Regions from separate parts of the Mus musculus genome. Here region 1 is linked to region 2. The links are chromatin contacts, called in public promoter capture Hi-C maps. All regions are on one chromosome and are shown on one strand. The core of a region is the stretch at or near the end of the contact, and the rest is flanking DNA. Distances in the headings are between cores, read along the strand shown. Region 1 holds the start of Tut1 (terminal uridylyl transferase 1, U6 snRNA-specific). Region 2 holds the start of Esrra (estrogen related receptor, alpha).

Region 1 (5,561 bases), core at 626-3,125, 2.0 Mb after region 2:
AAAATGAACCTCCCTTTGTAAAAGGGATGGAGGAGGGGAAGAGTAAACATATCAGGTGTTAGTCCCTGGCAGGGGAAGGGAAGTACACTGCCATGTCTCATTTTTCCTTATTTTCTAATGGGGGGTTACTCTTACTGTCCGGTGTCCGGACTTTCCTAATTGGAATTTGAGAGCCCTAAGATGGCGTCAACCCCAGCCCATGCTCACTCTTTCTTCCCTCCCCTTTCTCCCTCTGCCTTTTATATGCCAATTCTCAGAAATAAAGATCTTTTGTCTGTTTTTTAACCTCAGATTCTGTAATTGGTTCTTACAGTGACAAATAAAAAGCTGTTTTCTTCAGCTCCTCCAGGCTCAGCTATTCTGTGTGTGTGTGCGCGCGCGTGCGCTGCATTTTTGTTTTGGGGGTGTTTTTGAGAGGGAAAATAGAGGACAAAGGACAATGAAGGAGGTACAGATGGTGCTTGGTCTAGGAGCAGCTTTCTGAGACATGCAGCCGGACTGGGAGGAAGTCTGTGCCAGCTAGCCTTCTTGTGGGACTCGAGCTTCTCCCATTGGGGCTGAAGTGCAAGCATTATCTTGGTCTAGATTTGTTCCGAGCTCTAAGGGCTCTCCGTCTCCACAGAAGGGTGTGAGGATGTCTGCCTGTTACCTACTTGTCCTTTGGATGCCAGGGAATTGGTCCCAGGGCCCAGAGAATGCTAGGCAAGTGCTCTACTATTGAGCTACCTACATCCTCAGCCTTAACTTTCATTTAGGCATTCTAGGAAATGTTAGCTAACAGGCAAAGATGTACTCCAACAAATGCTGCTTGTGTTGGCACATCCCTACCTTTAATCTCAGCAACGGGGAAGCAAGACTGCAATTCAAGCTCAGTGGTGTATGTATACAGACTGCTGCCTCAGGATTAACAATCAACCTTAGCAACTGCCCCTGCTTTTAAGCGTACTGCAGTATTCTCTTTTTTGGTTTGGTCTGCTCTTTTGGGTTGGCATAAGGATTAGATGCCTGAGGAGGGCCCAATAAGGAGGGACACAGGGCCTTATAGGTGACTCAGTCAAGGTCGCAGACTGGTTGGTGTTCTGCCTAAGGTCTACTGTGCGGCTGATAATCACAGCACAAGCTGCTGAGCTCTCACCTGGTAGCCCTTCCATTTCATCACGGGCCCTATGATCGACCAGCTTTCATACTCTCCTCTGCTTCTGAAACCACACGACTAATTCTGGTTGGGGATCTGCTACACTTCCCGTTCCACATTCTTGAATGAATGTCCTTATCTCTTACCACTGTAGTCAGTTCTTCATTGTACTGCCTTGAAACGGGCCTCGTTAATATACTTCATTCAGACTACATCTGTGGAAGAAACTGGCAGACTAAGCTATCAGCCATCTGGCATTGCGCTCATTGAATCCAGCTGATGGGGGTGGGAGAGACAGGGATGGACAGCTCTGAGAACACTTGTAGAAGGATCAGGCTGCAGAGAAAGGAACTGACCTGAGGATGCGGGAGTCCCTGAGCTCCACAAGGCAAGCGATTGGAAACACCCACCCTCTGCGTCTATTCGCAGGGTAAAATAAGAGATTGAGGGGGCAGTTGTGTGGTGAAATAAAGGCATAGATCGCCCGCCACCACTTGGCAAAGAAGGACTTCTGCTGTCAAGAAGCAAGCACGCCTTTGTGGCTGCTTAATGAATATTCACGATTCTTCGGGCCAATCAACGCTGGAGTAGAACGAAGCTCTCCAACTAGTTAACTGTAGGCCAATAAGCATCGTCGAAGGGCGGCCTTTCCCGAAAGTGTTTTAGAGCTGGAACTCTCAATCCTACGAACGAGGTTTCTGGAGGAATATGGCAGCAAAGGACACGACGTCACTTCCTACTACATTGACGGAAGTGGCTTCCCCGCACGCACGTTACAATTTTTAGTTGTGTGTTCCGGTGTGTTTCCGGCGAAATAGGCTGTAGGCGTTCCGTACCGGAGAGTGGCTATGGCGGCGGTGGATTCGGACGTTGTATCGCTGCCGCGTGGCCGCTTTCGCTGCTGCCTCTGCGATGTTACTACAGCCAACCGTAAGCGGTGGCTAGTGAGGGAGGAGGGTGGGTGCTAGTGAAAGTTAGGGTTATCTAGGTTATGTGTTTTTGGTGTTTTTGTTTTTGAAAATAGGGTCATCCACCTATTTTCACTCATCATATCCTAGGGCACTGGAGAGTGGGGAAAAATCTGACCTGTGGTTCCTGCTATGGAAAATCTCCATAGTGAAAGTTTCATTATTCCCTTTAAAATCATCACCCGCTGTCCATCCCTTCTGTTTCTGGTACTTCTGCTGGTCTCTGGAGTAGGGAAGGCGATTTAGGAACTCATTGTTTGGCCTGAGGTAGTTTCAGTACACCACGGGTATGTTCACAGAGAAGGCAGTAATTCAGTCGGAGACTCCCCAATGGAGGCTTTCTCTAGAGGCGAGGATGAGTGAAATAGCGTGATCTGAATGAGGGCCGAAGGTGCCAGTGAGGAAAAGGTGTAGGGAAGGTGGACTAGATCATTCTGTGACATTGTGAACGACTCAATGACACATCAGATCCTACTTTTTATGTCCGCAATTGTGATCTCCCCTAAACAGGGCCTTCTAGTATTTTCTTTGTGAATGACACCCCCCCCCCCCCCCCAGCACTCTGCTCATTAGGGCAAGCCAGCAACTTAGGAGCCTTCTTTGTTCACATAACATGCTTCCATGGCACCAAGCAGCTGACTGATAATTAAATAATAGCTAATTTTCTACACTTACACATCCAAGCCCACATCCCAGAAGGCTGGAGCTGTACATGAATGATGCCTATATGTTAGACACTATCATTTCCATCATATGTCTGAGAAAATGTTATGTCTGCATTACCCACCTTTTTGTTTTTGTTTTTGTTTTTTTGTTTTTGGTTTTTTGAGACAGGGTTTCTCTGTATAGCCCTGGCTGTCCTGGAACTTATTCTACAGACCAGGCTGGCCTTGAACTCAGAAATCCATCTGCCTCTGCCTCCCAAGTGCTGGGATTAAAGGCGTGCGCCACCACTGCCTGGCTATGGAATACCTACTTTTTATTCCTGAGAATTATTCAGGGCTCTAATTTATTTAGTTCTTGTACATATGGCCTTGGACAAGTTACTTAATTCTTCTCCAGTGTGCAGATGTTTCTTTGCTTACTGCTTCTTGTTGGTTTGGTTTAAGACCTACCTACACTGTAGCCCTTTCTCACTTAGACCCCTTAGAGAATGCACTGTGTAGAAAAGGGAAGAATATCAAGTGTGGAAGGAGGTACAACTCTGTCCCAGTGTCACCCTTTGTCGTTGAAGGAACAGAAGATGTCCATATGTACAGAGCAGAGCAAGAGAACAGGTACACTAACAGACCCTTTTTATGCTTACGTCTGACATTTGTCTCTCCAGGACCCAGCCTCGATGCCCACTTGAAAGGCCGGAAGCACCGGGATTTGGTGCAACTCCGAGCTACCAGGAAGGCACAGGGACTCCGAAGTGTGTTTGTCAGTGGCTTCCCCAGGGATGTGGGTTCTGCTCAGCTCTCTGAGTACTTCCAGACATTTGGCCCTGTGGCCAATATTGTCATGGACAAGGACAAGGTAGAGTGAATGGCTCTGGGATTAATGTGTTTGCTTCATATGCAGAGAGAGAAACCTGCAGTCTGTTTTGGCTTGCCCTTGGTAGACAATTCAGAACATTAAGTAGCTCAGTTGGTGAGCTTCTGACACCTTTGGATTTTTATTCACCAGTATTAATTATGGAGGGCTTGTTTACCAGACATGTATGTATGTATGTATGTATGTATGTATGCATGCATGTATCAGGGTACTTATCACGTAACTATGGGTTTTGCCTAGTAACTCTGACTGGGACTTGCTATCTAGACCAGGCTGGCCTTGAACTCACAGAAACTCACTTGCTTCCGCCTCCTTGGTCTTGGAATTAAAGGCTGACATTAAAGGCATTTGCCCTATTCTTTGGACCTCGCCCCCCCCCCCTTTTTTTTCTTTTCTCTCTGTTGTTTTTTAGTTCTAGGGATTGAACCTGGGTACTTTTGAATGCTAGGAAAGTGGCCTTTATCTCTACAAACCATCCCCATATCAGTTATCCATCACTGCCTGTCTGTGATTCATGCCTGTGTGCTGGTGAGATCTGAGTAATTTTTTTGTTATGATAAGGATGCGGTAAGGGTCCACCATCCTTTTGCTTTTGACTATCAGGTGACCCAGTATATCTATAAGGCCATTCTTTTCCCAGTGGTCTTATTATCCACTTGAAAACTAGTTGACTGGACATAGGGATTTGTTGGTATCAGTTTCTTTTTCTTCATCTGAATATGTCTTCATGCTGACACTACAGTCTTTACTACTCTACAGAATGCCTCTTTATGGAACAGAAGACATAAGAGAACATGTGTTTTCATCCACAAGCAGCCATGTTTGCCTTGTTCCTGCTAATGTTTTACCTTACCTTAAAGAAAAGAAAAAATATATTTAGTTATGTTCAGCTCACCCAAATCACAGCAGCCTAGCTGTCATATTGTTGGTAATCCTAGATAGTAAGTTCCTTGAAGACAGGGTTAATTATTAGAGTGTGTGTGTTTATATTAGTAGTAATAGGCATTTTTAAAAAAAATTATTATATTTTGGTGTTAAGGCTTAAATCCAAGATTTTATGCACACAACTTTATCAATGAGCTGCATTCTAAGCCCAACATGTATTCTTTTTAAAATTGTATTGTGTGTGCACCTGTGTGGTCAATGGTGCAAATGCGGGGGTCAGAGGACAATGTTGGGATTCTGTTCTGTCATATTTTGTATTCAGGGGATTGAAATCAGGGTCAGGTTTGGTGGCAAGCACTTTACCCCAACATGAATTATTATTATTAATGTTTGTGGGTGGGTGTCTGTGTGAGGGCATGTGTATGTAAGTACAGGTGCCAGGCCAGAGGAGGCCATTGGATTGTATGGAGCTGGAGTTACAGGTGGTGGCAAGCTGTTTGGTGTGTTGGGAACTGAATTCCAGTCCCTCGAAAGATACCAAGAGTTGTTAATCACTGAGAGATTTCTCTAGAATCCCACATATGGACCTTCCCTGCCATGGACTCTTATCATTAAAAGAACCAGCTAGAAAAAGGTTATTCTTTGTTTTTTGGTTTTTTTGAGAGTAAATCTCATGTCTCTCTGGCTGGCCTCAAACTTGTTATGTAGCTGAGGCTGGCCTCAAGCTTGTTATGTAGCTGAGGCTGGCCTCAAACTTGTTATGTAGCTGAGGCTGGCCTCAAGCTTGTTATGTAGCTGAGGCTGGCCTCAAACTTGTTATGTAGCTGAGGCTGGCCTCAAGCTTGTTATGTAGCTGAGGCTGGCCTCAAACTTGTTATGTAGCTGAGGCTGGCCTCAAACTTGTTATGTAGCTGAGGCTGGCCTCAAGCTTGTTATGTAGCTGAGGCTGGCCTTGAGTTCCTGGTCTTCTTGCCAACTCTTTTCCTTCTGAAAAGATTTCATTGGGTTTTGTTTGTTTTTGTCTTTTAAAAAAAAAA
Region 2 (5,706 bases), core at 168-2,667:
GCTGGTCACCTGCAGGGAAAGACCATCAGGGTCACAGGGAGGCACCCTGCCACATAGGTTGGGCAACACTGGGACTAAGCCAGGCTTCCAGGCTCAGCCAAGGAGAAGGAGGAGGCAGAGTCCAAGGAAGGGCTGCCCATGAAGAGGGCCCCCAGCTGTCGCCATGGGAACAGAGTCTCCAGAGCCTCTGAGGCCAGTAACTGACAGCAGGTCTTCCTCTTGGGAACCTGGGAGCGGCTTGGCAAGTCTAGCTCCCACCCAAGCCAGGAAGCAGGCTAACCTCAACCTGCAGGCAACTCTCAACCCCGAGCATAAGCATGATCCTCTCCTCAGTTTTCTCCAGATGTACTCCAGGAGGTACTCTCAAGTATTCAAGAGCATACTGAGGAACCGGGAGGGGGCTAAGGGGGGCCAAGGGGGGCGGAGGCAAAGGATATGGCCACTCTCTCAGGAGTTTCCACATGTCCACACATGCTCACACTCTCCTGGGAACCTTCCACTCACACATGGCCTTTAACCAGTCCCAAGTTCTCACATACTCCCAGCAAAAGAGCACACTCAATAAGCAAACTCACACTCAAGTCTTCTAATCCCTCACCACACTCTTGTAAGGGAGTCTCTCACCTCTGACACGCCACCCCCTCCAGCTTTAGCAAGCCCAGTCCAGCCACGCCGTGCAGGGCGCGGCTCCACCTCTTTTGCACCCCAAACCTGCAAGGTTCATTCTTACACTCCAGCTACCGCAGAGTTCACCACCTCTCGCGACCTCCAGGGCCGCCCCCCACCCCCCATTAACCTGCGCACACCTATGGGAAGTTGCCTGAAGTTACTAATCTCCCCTCCCCCCATTGCCCGCGGGGGACTTCTATCAGGTTATCAGGAAGTAAGAAGAGGCGACAAGGAAGAAGTTCTCCCTCGCGCTACGATGACCTATGACCCAGAGAGGAGGGTGGCCCAAAGCCCCTGCAAGCGCCCCCACGTGGCCTCAAGGGACCCTTTCAATTCCAGCCCACCCCGAGGACTCCCGCAATGCTCAAGGATCGATCTGAACGCTGCCCGGGGACTCGCTCCAAGGCCCGAGGCTAACTGGAGGCCAGGACCTGAAGCCAGTCCTGACCCGGCCGACGCACCAGGCGCGACCCCGCCCGCAGCCCGCCCCCCGCCCGCGCTTGCACATGGCCCCCGCCGCGCCCGCCCACCCCCGCGGCCGCCTTCCCCTCCGCCCCCGGACCTTGGGCTCCGGCAGGGCTGGCGGGCAGGCATGGGGGCCGAGCGGCCCGGAGCGCCGGGGTGAGCGGGGGCCGCCTCCTCCGGCCGCACCGCCCCGCCGCGCTGCGTCCCCCCTCACTCGGCGGCGCCGCTGGCTGCTTGTAGGACACAAAAGGACATCGCGGCTGCTTCCTACTCCGCTTCCTCCAGCTGACAGCGGAGGCGGGGCCGGCCTGCGCATGCAAAACAGGGGGTGGGGCCAGGTGCCCTATGCTAATATCCGAGGGAGGCGGCGGCGCCTGCGTACCCGGAGGACAGCGGGCAGGCCTTGTCGATACACACGCGTGCGCGGCCTCCTGTGGGCGGGGCCTGAACCTAGGGGAGGAGCGAAGACTAGGAACTGGTGCGGGAGAGAAGCCGGAGCACCCTTGCATCACGAAGGAGGGCGGTGCTCTGCCTTATAAGAGTGGGCGTAGCTGTTCAGTGAACTCACTCTGTGAGGGCGTTGAACGTGTATGTAAATGAAAGGCGGGTTTATGTAACTGCATATGCATAAGGGGTGGGGCCTAACAGGGTGCTGCTCCCCACCCCACCCCATTATGTTGATGGGACACTTGACAGATTTGGTAGATCAGCACCCCTGAGGACCCTCAAGTGGAGAAGCAGACCTAAAACATGCAAGTAGCCCTGGTTTGCGAGTTCCTCAAAGGCAGAGGTGAGACACGAGCGGACAAAACTCAAGGTCACTGCGGTGACCGAATGAAGGTCACGGGGAAAGGCGGGGCCACGTGCGTCCGCCTCACGCAAGCAGCCACGCACTGACTCTGGGACCATGCATAGACTCTTTAATTTCTCTAGGATTCAAATTCCATGCAGATGAGGTTGAGCTTGGGTTCGAGGGACCGGAAAGGACACGGAGCGGACGTCTCGTCGGCCACTTGAGCTGGAGGTTCACTGATCCAAAAAGTACAGCCTCTTGTTCCTGCGCTTCCTGATCCCTTCGATGTATCCCTGCAGCTCTTTAGTCATGAAGTGGTTCCTGCCAATCGTGGACCTATATGCTAGGGAGAGGGAAGAGCTGAGCTCAGGGCCATGAACAGCAGCAAAGGGCTTCCCCCATTTGAGGAACCACAGGTGATTTGAGGTGGCATTTAGTGCTGGATTTGGATCTGTGTTAGTTTGGGGAATTTTGGGTCTCCTAGGTGCGATGTGAAGAATGGAGGGGAAGAAGGCTGAAGAAGTTGCTGCAAGCCTGAACAGAGGCAGTGAGACCCAACCTCCTCCTGAGCCGCTCACTCTAACTAGTTATCTGGCCCTTTCTTCCCTCTATGTGCTCATATACCATGAGCAGAAGGTTACGCAGATAATCCAATATCCAGTACATTTACCCAAAAAAAATCCCGATGTGTCACAGCTCCCACACCTGGGAGTGAAGCAAAGCTACCCAAAGGCTGTCACTCCACTGAACAAGCAGAGAAAACAGACTTGCTAGAAAGGGGCTTATTTTAAGTCCTCTGAGTCACTCACTCCATTGAGTCGGCCTGTGCCTACTCTCTTGACTTTTAATTTTTAGGGCATCCTTGTGAGTGCTAAGGGGATCTGACAAGACTACATATCCTGAAACTCCACAGCCCCAAGCCCTGCCAAAGCCACCAGGATCTTTTGTGGAAGCTGGGGTGGGGGTGGGGGTGGAGTGCTCACTGATGAGGGCTTTTTTGAGAATATCCAGAACTTCAGTCTCCATGAGCTCCATCAGAGGCAGAGGCAGCTGGAAAAGCAACAAGAGACTCAACCAGTTCCATGGAAAGCTGAAGTGGTCCCCACATGACCTCCCCAGCTTGCCTGCCCCACTTTCCTGAAACCTGCCCATCTGCTGCTGCCCACTACTCAACCCCAGTAGTCTCCCCAGTAGTATCCTCCAACCCTGTTCTGCTGCTCTGTCCAGTAGGTTCGATGTGGCTTCCATAGGCTGAATATTAGTGATTCTGAAGTAGACGATGCTGGAGAAATGAAGAGAGAAATCGGTCTTGGTCAGGCTCCTGGGTCATGGTGGGAGTGGGGTTCAGGGAATAGCTGCAGCTACACCCTGCATCAAAGGTCATAGGGGACACTGGTTTCAGCCCTAGGCTTTAGAATCCCACCCGGCTGAGATCCAGAACCAACTGTCCCGCTGTGTGAGACTTGGAGTCATTCATAGGAATTCCCTCTTGTGAGAATTGTGTGCCCTCTGAAAGTGTATTGTTGGGAACTGAATGCAGGGCATTGTATAAACTACGAAAGAACTCTACCAGTAAGCTATGTTCCTCAGTCCAGAACAGTCTCTTATGGCAGTTGTGCCATGCAAAGGTCACAGTACAAGAAGTCCTATGCTTATGTAACAAGTTTAATATAAATCAATTGTTATATCTGTATCACTCTTGTTTGTTTAGACATGTTCCCACAGTGTGGACCTAACTATCCTGGAACTTGGTATCTAGACCGGGCTAGCTTTGAATTCACAGCTTCCTGAATACTGGGTTCTTATCAGTACTCATTGCTTGATGAAGGTGGAAACGGACGGGACAGAGGATGGACACATACACATCTCAAACAGTGCTTGGCATACTGTGTGTAACCCCAACACTCAGGAAGATACCAAGATCCAAGGTCATCTTGGGCTATACAGTGAGACTCTCATTCCAAAAAGAAATACAAAGCAACAATAAAGTAACTATTGACCAAAAGAGAGACTTCCAAACAGCCAGATCCCAGCCAGGGAAGGAATTCTGTCCTTTCAGCTGGTGCAGTGATGAAATTAAACGCACAGGTGAGGGAGGGCTCGAAATATGCTTAGTGGTAAAGAATTTTCCTACCAAGAGTGATGTACTCGGTTCGACCCCCAGCACCACATTAAGATAAAAAGCAAAACAAAACAAAACAAAACAAAAAAAACAAACAAAAAACTGACTAGGTCTTCATTGACCTGCTTGCCTGTGCGTTTCCCGGGTTCCTCGTAGTAGGACGCCTGCCCGGTAGGGGGAGCTCAGAGAATGTCTGAGTTAAAGCGTGAACGGTTCTCGCCTGAGCCCTCTCCTAAGAAATCCTAGAAACTTGGGTTTCTATGGGCTTACCCCCATTTTGCAGGAAGGCACTTTAAGACCCGGGCTAGCCCCACCCTTATGGCACACCCATCGCCTCGGCGAGGCTATACTGACCTAAGGAGGTCTCAGATTCTTCGTGGTCCTCCCCATGCTCCAAGGACCTGCCATGGCACAGTTCAAGCTCTCGACGTGCTTGCTGCTGGATCTCCTCTGGCTCGAGGTTGAGGCTGTCCCTAATAGAAATGGTCTGGCTGTACTTGCGAATCCTGTTTCTTACAGATTTGCCCTCTTCGTCGAAGTCCTCGCAGACGTCGGATACCGACACATTCGCTGTGGACATCGTGGCCGTGCTCCATAGGTCACGAACATCTCCGTACAGGCTGGATCTGACCGAGCTGCGGCGATGGTTTGCGTGTTTGGGCACCGGCTGCGGGTCACACACAGGTAAGGTAGCCAAGGAATTCAGGGAGCTGGAGGGAGCAGGGAGACTGGACTGGGATTGGGGACTCTAGGAGAGCTGCCAAGCCCCCAGGCTGAATGGCAGGTTACTCTAAAGACCTGAAGGAGTACTAAGGTTCGTCTGGGCTTGGGGAACTCGGGCAGACTTCTTACTTTGACGCTTTCCTCCATCGTCCTGCACCAACGGACCAGTATCCACAGGGCTCAATCGAGAAGGGAGGGGGGTCACGCTCCAGGAAGGGGGAGGGGCAGTCTCCTCCCGGATGGTTATAGTGGTCTCGCGGGAGGAGACTTCAAACTGCAGATTGCATCAAGACTCTAAGTTGCTCCCACCCCCAATATCAATGCCAAGACTGGAAGTACCCAGTCCAGTTTCGAGTCCGGGTCTCCTCCAGGCAGAGACAAGAGTCTGAATACCTGAACTTAACCAAAAGAGCATGACTTGTCCGGTGTGGGGGCCCAAGGACGGCAGTGGGCCTGATATAAGCCCATGGTGGCGCGAGAAAAGCACTCGCACACCCACTTGGGACCCAGGAGCATGCACTCGGTAGTGCAGAGTTTTTGTTTTATTGGTGCAGGTTTTGAGGCACAGTTGTGAGGTGTGAGGGTCAAAACCGGCAGGGGAGCGAGGCAGAAAGCCTTGGATGGTGGGCTTTGGAAATGATTGGATGTGAAGAACCAGCCAGGGAAGAGCGGTGGCATTTGGCAACCACTGGACTCCTGTCAGGGTTGCAACCACGTGGAACAAAAGAGGGACGGCTCTTTGGTCAAATAAGCCAAGCATGCCTGAGCATCAGCAAGAGCGAAAGCCCTGGCGTGGGATCCGGGTCCAGAGATCCTGCCCCTACACCGGCACGGCCTTGTCTCGGAGTCGCCCAGGACCCCGGGGTCTGGAAGGCTTTTTGGATGGGTTGGGTCGGCGGCGACCCCGAGGAGCCCGAGGCAGGGCACAGCCACG

Evidence for each region. Promoter capture Hi-C pulls out the DNA fragments that hold promoters and counts their contacts.
Region 1: a promoter capture Hi-C map of liver shows a contact between it and region 2, with 7 times the contacts expected there. The contact joins the promoter of Tut1 here to the promoter of Esrra in region 2.

Annotation. Positions count from the first base shown.
Region 1 is chr19:8,951,957-8,957,517 of GRCm38.p6, forward strand. Tut1 (terminal uridylyl transferase 1, U6 snRNA-specific) reads left to right here and starts at 1,876. Exons shown (of 9, transcript NM_197993.3): 1 at 1,876-2,065; 2 at 3,431-3,621. The coding sequence starts at 1,984. Mta2 (metastasis-associated gene family, member 2) reads left to right here. Exons shown (of 18, transcript NM_011842.3): 18 at 1-344.
Region 2 is chr19:6,920,391-6,926,096 of GRCm38.p6, forward strand. Esrra (estrogen related receptor, alpha) reads right to left here and starts at 1,418. Exons shown (of 7, transcript NM_007953.2): 1 at 1,232-1,418; 2 at 1-9. It overlaps Catsperz (cation channel sperm associated auxiliary subunit zeta), which reads right to left and starts at 4,990. Exons shown (of 5, transcript NM_001039494.2): 1 at 4,902-4,990; 2 at 4,404-4,716; 3 at 3,133-3,209; 4 at 2,911-2,977; 5 at 2,036-2,270. The coding sequence starts at 4,919. The coding sequence ends at 2,161. It overlaps Kcnk4 (potassium channel, subfamily K, member 4), which reads right to left. Exons shown (of 7, transcript NM_008431.3): 7 at 5,272-5,706. The coding sequence ends at 5,593.